Regions from separate parts of the Zea mays genome. Here region 2 is linked to region 1. The links are chromatin contacts, called in public Hi-C maps. All regions are on one chromosome and are shown on one strand. The core of a region is the stretch at or near the end of the contact, and the rest is flanking DNA. Distances in the headings are between cores, read along the strand shown.

What was found. A called contact is a pair of places that touch in the nucleus more often than the background predicts.
Region 2: a contact with region 1 is called in a Hi-C map of ear, with 3 times the contacts expected there. The contact joins the promoter of IPP here to the promoter of LOC100191393 in region 1. A contact is called at or near these places in 2 of 25 Hi-C or Micro-C datasets (ear and tassel).

What each region holds. Positions count from the first base shown.
Region 1 is chr2:25,699,757-25,703,888 of Zm-B73-REFERENCE-NAM-5.0, reverse strand. It overlaps LOC100191393 (Putative pentatricopeptide repeat-containing protein), which reads left to right and starts at 2,833. Exons shown (of 1, transcript NM_001136827.1): 1 at 2,833-4,132. The coding sequence starts at 3,033.
Region 2 is chr2:26,059,515-26,063,672 of Zm-B73-REFERENCE-NAM-5.0, reverse strand. It overlaps IPP (Soluble inorganic pyrophosphatase), which reads right to left and starts at 1,393. Exons shown (of 9, transcript NM_001111419.1): 1 at 1,303-1,393; 2 at 591-744; 3 at 481-509. The coding sequence starts at 720.

The DNA of each region.
Region 1 (4,132 bases), core at 1,584-4,083:
TGAACACGGTCCAGTGGCTGGACGAGAGTTTATGCTATCTCTATAAACTATTTACACAATTTATGGCATGTGTCCCACGTGGAGGGTTTGGTGTTGGAGCGGGAGTTTGACTGAACGCTGGGAACTAGTGCATGGTGGGTGTGCACCCGACAGCCTGACGTGGGGTGTAGGTGGGCACGCCAACGCGGTCCAGCCATGTCACAGGAGTGGTTGGCCAGGGCTTCATCTAACTATTGGAAGCCCTGGGCTCGCAATATACCCACCCCATACAAACACACACACACACAATCGGGCTGATGCGGTCACACCGCGTCGAGTGCACACGCACGTGGTCCGACCTAATAGCGTCGCACGCTTCCCCACCTTGTCTGATTGCACCGTGGCCCTACGAACCCAACAAAAGGCGAACCCACACCCTATTTTTAGCCGCTTTTCAAAATTCGAAACCCATGCATATCGTAACCGCCGCGCCTACGTCGCCACTGCCCTATGTTGCCGCCGTAGAGGGAAGAGGGGGTTGCTACTAGGGTTTCACGTTTTGCGCCACACCTAGCGGAATTCCATTCTACAACGTTGTTGTATTCAAAAGATTAGGAGCTGCGACGGAGTGGATTTTGCATATCGTTACAGGTAGGGTTTTCCTCCCTCACAACCAAAATCGATTTTGATTTTTCAGCAATGTCCACAACAGTATTATGGGGGGGGCAAGTTAGTACTAGATTGTATGCACATAGTTTTTTTCAAGTGAAACATTATACGCGACACCTAGTTTTATTGGTTTTTTGAGAAATAATCGACGAGGTGTGATGGTAGTATGATTTCTATTTTTCCACTAGTATATTTTCCAAGAAAACAATTTTTGTAGACATCTTATCATATAGTTAGTATAAAAATAGCTTTTTAAATACGATAAAAGATACACATCCTAAGTTATTACCGCATCAGTAATATGTATAACGTTCAGTAATAAAGTGAACAGTTAGTAATAGATATTATGGACATTTTTTTGTTTGAATTAATTCAGGTGTATAGTCAGTAGCAACGTCGAATATTTAGTAATAACGTCGAACAATCAGTATTAGATGTTAGTCTTTTTTCTGAATTTCTTACATGAATATAGTAAGTAACAACGTATGAATATTCAATAACAACGTCCAACAGTTAGTAATATATATTCTAATCGGTAACAATCTGCCGTATAGTTAGTATAAATGGCCTTTTGAATACGGCAAAAGATACACATTCTTAGTTATTACTGCATCAATAATATGTATAACATTCAGTAATAAAGTGAACAATCAGTAATAGATATTATGGATAATTTTTTTGTTTGAATTAATTCACGTGTATAGTTAGTAACAACGTCGAATACTCAATAATAACGTCGAACAATCAGTAGTGAATGTTATAGTCTTTTTTTCTGAATTTAATACATGAGTATAACCAATAATAAGGTCTGAATATTCACTAACAACGCCCAACAGTTAGTAATATATATTCCAGTCTGTAACAAATATGTTTGTATAGTATTATATTATGGACAGTCAGTAATAATTTTTTGAAGTTATCAGCATATGTAATATATAACACACACACACACAACACAATCAGGTGCTGCTCAGTCGGGCTTCAGAAAAAACTCTCATGTTTATGTTTCTAGCGAAGGTGACTCAGATATAGAGTCCAGAGCACCCACTGTTCGGAGGTTTGCTCGGGAGAAAGCGTTTAAACGGTACACGACCAGTGAAGATACCAAAGATCGAACTCCAATGAGCCGACGTGAAGATACGAAGGTTGAGAAGGAGATGCATGGGTGCTATGCTATAATGAGATGTGCCCCAGCTGCGTTGAAAAACGCAACATTTTTTTATGCCATATAGGCTAAAAGAAAGGTAAAGCAGATAGGCTTCGGTTCATTATTGCAAATGAACATTGAAGTAATTGAGCATCGGATCCTCGCTGGGCTCTTGTTGTCTAGTGTGTATGACTATCCTTACACAAAGTCAGTGCACGGCCCTTGCCAATAACAGCAGAGACTGTTTAATTTGTTATTGGATTACCAAGGGGGATGAGAAGTTTCCTGAGCTGGACTACTAGTCCATGAGTACTGCCAGATCCAGTTTGGCACAAGAAGACAAGGAGGAATATATGGGAGTGCAAGAGGAAGCAATTAGTGAAACCATTATGGAGAGACATAATGCTCAAGTGACATTGAAGATCCAATAGATAAAGTGGGAAAAAGTGGCTATGATGGAATGGCGACAAGTCAGACAGAGCAAAAGGCTTGGAGAGCAAGAGCAGTCAGATCAGATGCATCCAACTATCCAAGGTGGACAAGGGGGATGAGAAGGCTAAGCAAGAGTAGACTGAACGTAACTCAAATCTTTCTGGGGACCCCTTTGCAGTTCTTGCTGATATTGATTTACTTGATATTTCTTCTAAAATTGGAATTAATCAACATGATTAAAAATTTTAAGATATTGATATGATCAAAGATTTAAAGACAACTAGAGCTGCTCTGAGTAAACCAACGATAGTTGAAAACTAAGAAAGTATGCGTCCAGAGGCTGTACCTCCCTTGAACAAACCTTGTGTGGATGGCAAACTGAAGAATATGATGTTGAGGTTTGTCCAATTGTTAATTCTATTTAAAAAATAGAGGCAAATTTAACAAGAAATTAATAAACTAGGGTCTCATTTGGTATTGTAGAGGTGCATCTAAGAAAGGGTTGGGTACCTTTCTTAAGGACATTTGGGATTACAAGGTCGATTTAGTTAGTTTACAAGAAACCATGAATAAGACAGTATTCTGAATTCAATGACACTGCTGATGGCAAGTGTTCGTTTTCGTCTCCCTTCAGCTGCTTCAGTGCATCAACAGAAGCGCGTCTTTCCCGTTCTCCAGTGTATCAACACTGCTGATACCCTCAATCGCGTCATCGCTTGAGATTCGCCACCTCAATCGCGGCGATCCTAACGGGAACCGAGCAGGGCTGGTATCTGCATGAGCAGCGTCGTTTCCCACGAATCCAATGGAGCGGCAGAAGATGATCGCCGGCCTCCTCAGGGCAAGCGCGAGAAGCTCGTCGCTCCGCGGCGGCGTCCAGCTGCACGGCGCCATAACGAAGATGGGGTTCGGATCGGACACCATGCTGGGCAACAACCTGATCGACATGTACGTCAAGTGCGGGGAGCTGGACCTGGCGTGCGAGGTGTTCGGCGGAATGCGCGACAGGAACGTGGTCTCCTGGACGGCGCTCATGGTGGGCTTCCTGCGGCACGGCGACGCCACGGGCTGCCTCAGGCTGCTCGGCGAGATGCGGACCGCCTCCGAGGCGGCGCCGAACGAGTACACGCTCTCCGCGAGCCTCAAGGCCTGCTGCGTCGTCGGTGACACGGCTGCGGGCGTCGGGATCCACGGGCTCTGCGTCCGGGCAGGGTACCAGGAGCACGACGTCGTCGCCAGCTCGCTGGTGCTCGTCTACTCCAAGGGCGGGAGGATCGGCGACGCGCGGCGTGTGTTTGACGGCGCCGGGCTCGGGAGTGGCATCGCCACCTGGAACGCCATGGTCTCCGGGTACGCGCACGCCGGCCACGGCAGGGACGCGCTGCTCGTGTTCCGGGAGATGCGGCGGCATGAGGGTCAGCATCAGCCTGACGAGTTCACCTTTGCCAGCCTGCTCAAAGCCTGCAGCGGTCTTGGCGCGACACGCGAGGGCGCGCAGGTTCACGCGGCCATGACGGCAAGCGGGTTCTCGACGGCCTCCAACGCTATCCTCGCCGGCGCGCTGGTCGACATGTACGTCAAATGCCGGCGCTTGCCGGTGGCGATGCAAGTGTTCGAGAGGCTGGAGCGGAAGAACGTCATCCAGTGGACGGCGGTGGTCGTCGGGCACGCGCAGGAGGGGCAGGTGACGGAGGCGCTGGAGCTGTTCCGGCGGTTCTGGCGCTCCGGCGCCCGACCCGATTCCCACGTTCTGTCCAGCGTCGTCGGCGTGCTCGCGGACTTCGCGCTAGTCGAGCAGGGCAGGCAGGTGCACTGCTACGGCATCAAGGACCCGACCGGGACGGACGTGTCCGCGGGCAACTCCATCGTCGACATGTACCTCAAGTGCGGGCTGCCCGACGAGGC
Region 2 (4,158 bases), core at 144-2,643, 360 kb before region 1:
TCAAATCGTGTGTAGAACCTGCCTTCTATGTGTCTGGTTTAATTACACTAAATGTTCAACATTAATAATGCGATTATGAGTTTAAACTACCTTTTACTTAAACAGAATTAATTATATTCATGAGTGGAACCTGCCTTTTTACACAACAAAAATAGTTAACGCTTCAACAATAACGGCACAATCATGAATCACCTTCTAGCTGAGTGAAAAAATCATTTGGTAACCGTTTTGGTAAAGTCAGTTTAAATAAATGAGAAATGCTGAATCATCCAAAGTGTTGTTCCCAACAACTTCAGTCTGATTGAGATACCATACCAATATAAATGGAGTGAGACTTAAGTGGTCAGAAAGCACTACAGAATCACCATTACAGCTGCATGAAACCCCTCACCTTCCCGTAGATGGTTCCAGACAACCTAAGTCCCCACAGCACCGAACATATAACACATCAAACGGTTCTAAGGTAATGCTGGTACTTACAACATTGAAAACAGCAGGAGCATCAGGACCTGTATAACCAAAATCAATTAGTGTATGCTTATTTGACAAAGGAGTTAGAAGAGCAAGAAAGGATAGTTGTGCCAACGTACCGATCTCAAGATCATGCCATGGATGAGCAGCTACGGACCTCCTGGACAGAGAAGAGAGGATCCTTTCATTGAGCTTAGGGGCCCTCTTCGGCTGCTCAGCAGAAGCAGCAGTCTTATCCTCTTCACTCATCCTTCTGTGGATCCCGCACAAGACCTACATTATTAGTATCGGTATTTTTCTTCACTGAGAAACATAAAACAGCAATTTTCCTAGACCACAGATGTAACACAAGAATCGATGAAACCCTACAAAGTAGAATTGATCCTAGAATCCCATCACCAGACACCAAATGGCAGGCCAGATCCATGAGACGACAAGAATATGTAGAGAGGCTGGAGATTTTTCCCTGATCCTGCGATTCAACGGCCTCGTTCCTTCCCTTCGGCCTCCAGTGCAGCGGTCGCTCTCTTGAGCCTCCCGAGTCCCGACTCCCGACAGAAACACGACTACAGCCACTAGCTCCCCAGCCCCGCTCCGCCCTCCAGCACCCGTCGCCGGCGGCGGAGAGCTGCCACCGGCTCCGGCTCCGGCCCTGACACAGCAACCACTCCGATCAAGTTGCCCCGCCGGTGGTACTGGTACCACGCCAGTCTGCCCTTGCCTCCCGCCCCCCAATCTAAGATCGGCAGCCATGGATCTCACTGGAAGAAGTCCCCCTAGGAGCGTTGGGGTGGCGCAGTCGCCTGAAACTGTTTGGGATCGGATCCTCACCTTGTGGTCGGACTGTCGGAGTTTCGGAGTCGGCGACCGGCAGCGGAGGCGGAGTGGAACTGGAATGTGGAAAGTGGAGAGGAGCGATCGGTGGCTCTGCTCGATTCTCTCCGGCTTCCAGGTGGGCCGGGGTCCTTTCCACCGGTCTCTGTTCGCTTTTCACTTAATACCCCGTCTTTGTTATCTTTTCCACTTATCACCCCGTCTGTTCATTCTCTTTTCTCGAATGATCCGTATGTTCGTGATTTCAATCGAATCAGTCCCTAGATTAGTAGATTAATTAGGCTTAATTGATTACCCTAATGTACGTGGGGGCTCTTTTTTTGAAATTACGCAGTGGCCCATCAAAATATTAGCCTCTATGAGATGTTCTAACTCATCAAACTTACGTGACATAAATTTATGGCGTATTTTTTTAACATAACATTGCTCTACATAGCCTGGCATAGCTTCGTTCTATCTTTTTTATAGGGTCCACCGCAATCATATTACTATTTTTCTGTTATTGATATTTGTTGGAGGCTAAAAAGAGCCTGGCGGACGGTCCGACCCTGAGACCGGACGGTTCGCGGTTCGGACTGTCCGCGGTGGTGGCGCGGACGGTCCACGCGCGCGCAGAGTCAGTTAGGGTTCCTAGTTTCTCGCGGGATTTGTTACCTAAAACCGCGGGATTAACTCGGGAAACAGTTGGAAACGGATCCAGACCTCTCCTTTATATAGATGAAGGGCTACGGCCGATTAAACCCCCAACAATCGAACCAATACAACTTCTATCTCGCATTTATTTTCAGCACAATTAGGAGTAGTTCTAGTCTAGTTCTAGTTTAGCCCTAGTTTAGTATTTCAATCCCCAAATTCTCCGCCTCTCCTCGACTCTACGTCGATTAGAGGAGTCTAGGTCGGCCGGCCCGAGCCTAGACAACTCCTAGGATCTCTCCTCCCCGACGGGGTCCCTCCCGGGAGCGAGATCCAGGCGCCGCCGGCGATCTTCCGCCGCCCCTGCGCACGCGCGGACCGTCCGGCCCTAGAGCGCGGACCGTTCGGCCGTCAGGCAGGGAACCCGAGCTCCTGCACCAGGTCGCGGACCGTCCGGCCTTGTGCCGCGGATCGTCCGCGTCTGACCAGAGAGTACCGCCGCCTCGCGCCAGGTCGCGGACCGTCCGACACCAAGCCGCGGACCGTCCGCGCCTGACCAGAGAGCACCGCCGCTGGTTCTTTTGAGTAATTGGCGCCTCCGAAAAGGTGTCAACATACTTTTTGGCGACTCCGCTGGGGAATAGGTGTCTAGATCTGCTAAAAATCGGCCCATAAATGGCTGGTTCTAAGGATCACACCAAGATCTCCACTACCAACATCATCAAGCCGGCCATGGAGGCGCTCCCGGCTGATGACCAAAGGCCCTTTGAAGACCTCGTAATGCGCGATGAGAAAGAGGTGATGCGGCAATGGAACGAACAACGTGACAAGGAAGAGGCGGAACTGCTGCATAAACTCTCCGAACGGCGCAAGGAGGCGGCGGACAAGTACTTGTCACACTTCATGGTGGATCGCCACCAGAAGATTGTCCGTCAAGGGGAGATCGATATGGAATCTCTCCTACCTCCACTGCAGGGTCCCGCTGTAAGTACTCCAGATCTATCTCTTACGACTTTCATAGATCAACGAGGAGATCCGTTAAAACAATATGTAGATGAATCTATTAAAATGCATTTACGTGCATACGAGAAATCAGCTGCTCCTCATTTTCCATCGCGAGAGTCTAATACAGTGCCACCCACGTCAAACACATCGGCTATAAACGGGTCACCTTTGACCCAGCCATCATATGGTATGCCGATGCACGCTTTCGTGTCACCATCACAGCCGTAACCACTAGGCACACGGCAGGTACTGGACGCGACCGGACCGTCCGAGCATTATCTCAGACAGTCCGGTTATACCGCGGACCGTCCAACGTATTTCGCCGGACCGTCCGACCAGATGCAAGCCCGCACACAAAAACACTCAGGTCGCACCGTACATGGCTGGACCATCAGGGTACAACCCTGAACACTTCGGCCCCATCACGGACCGTCCGGTGCATCACGCCGGACCGTCCGAATATGTTGCAGACCGTCCGCCATCTTACGCCTGACCGTCCGGATATGGCATGAACCGGTCAACGTATTACGCTGGACCATCCGACTCTACACGAGTCCATGCGCAGACTGCCCAAGTCACGCCATATATGGCCGATCCATCCGGGTACAGCCCTGGACCATTCGGCCCGATCGCGGACCGTCCAGTTCTTTACGACAGACGGTCTGGGTACGAGACTACCCACGTAGCACCATATACGGCTGGACAATCCGGATATGCCTTCAGACCATTTGGCCAGGTCGCGGACCATTCGGCCTCTTACGCCGGACCATCCGGATATGCATACGCAGAGCCGAGAGCTGCGCAATACGCACAGTTCCCACATTCATCGCAGCAACATTATGGTGCCCCACCAGCAACACATTATAATCATGCCATACCACCTCATGGACATAGGGCTGAATACTATTCGGCCACAAAAGAGCCTGAGGGGTATAGGGCAGGAGCTGGTGACATTAATAGGACACCTAACACACACCTCAAACATACCTGGGAGGAAAGCCGACAGAGTAATGTCAGGCAACCTGAAATCTCCACCCACAAACTCAATGGATGGTCGCCAGACATGGCAGAGAGGGTCAGAGATGAGGTAGCCGGGATGTTCAGGGACAAACTCGGCGTTAGTGTGTCAGGTACAGGGCAATCGTATCGGAAGCCTTATAGCCACCGATTCAACACCGTGCCATACCCACAGGGAACTAGAATACCAGACTTCTC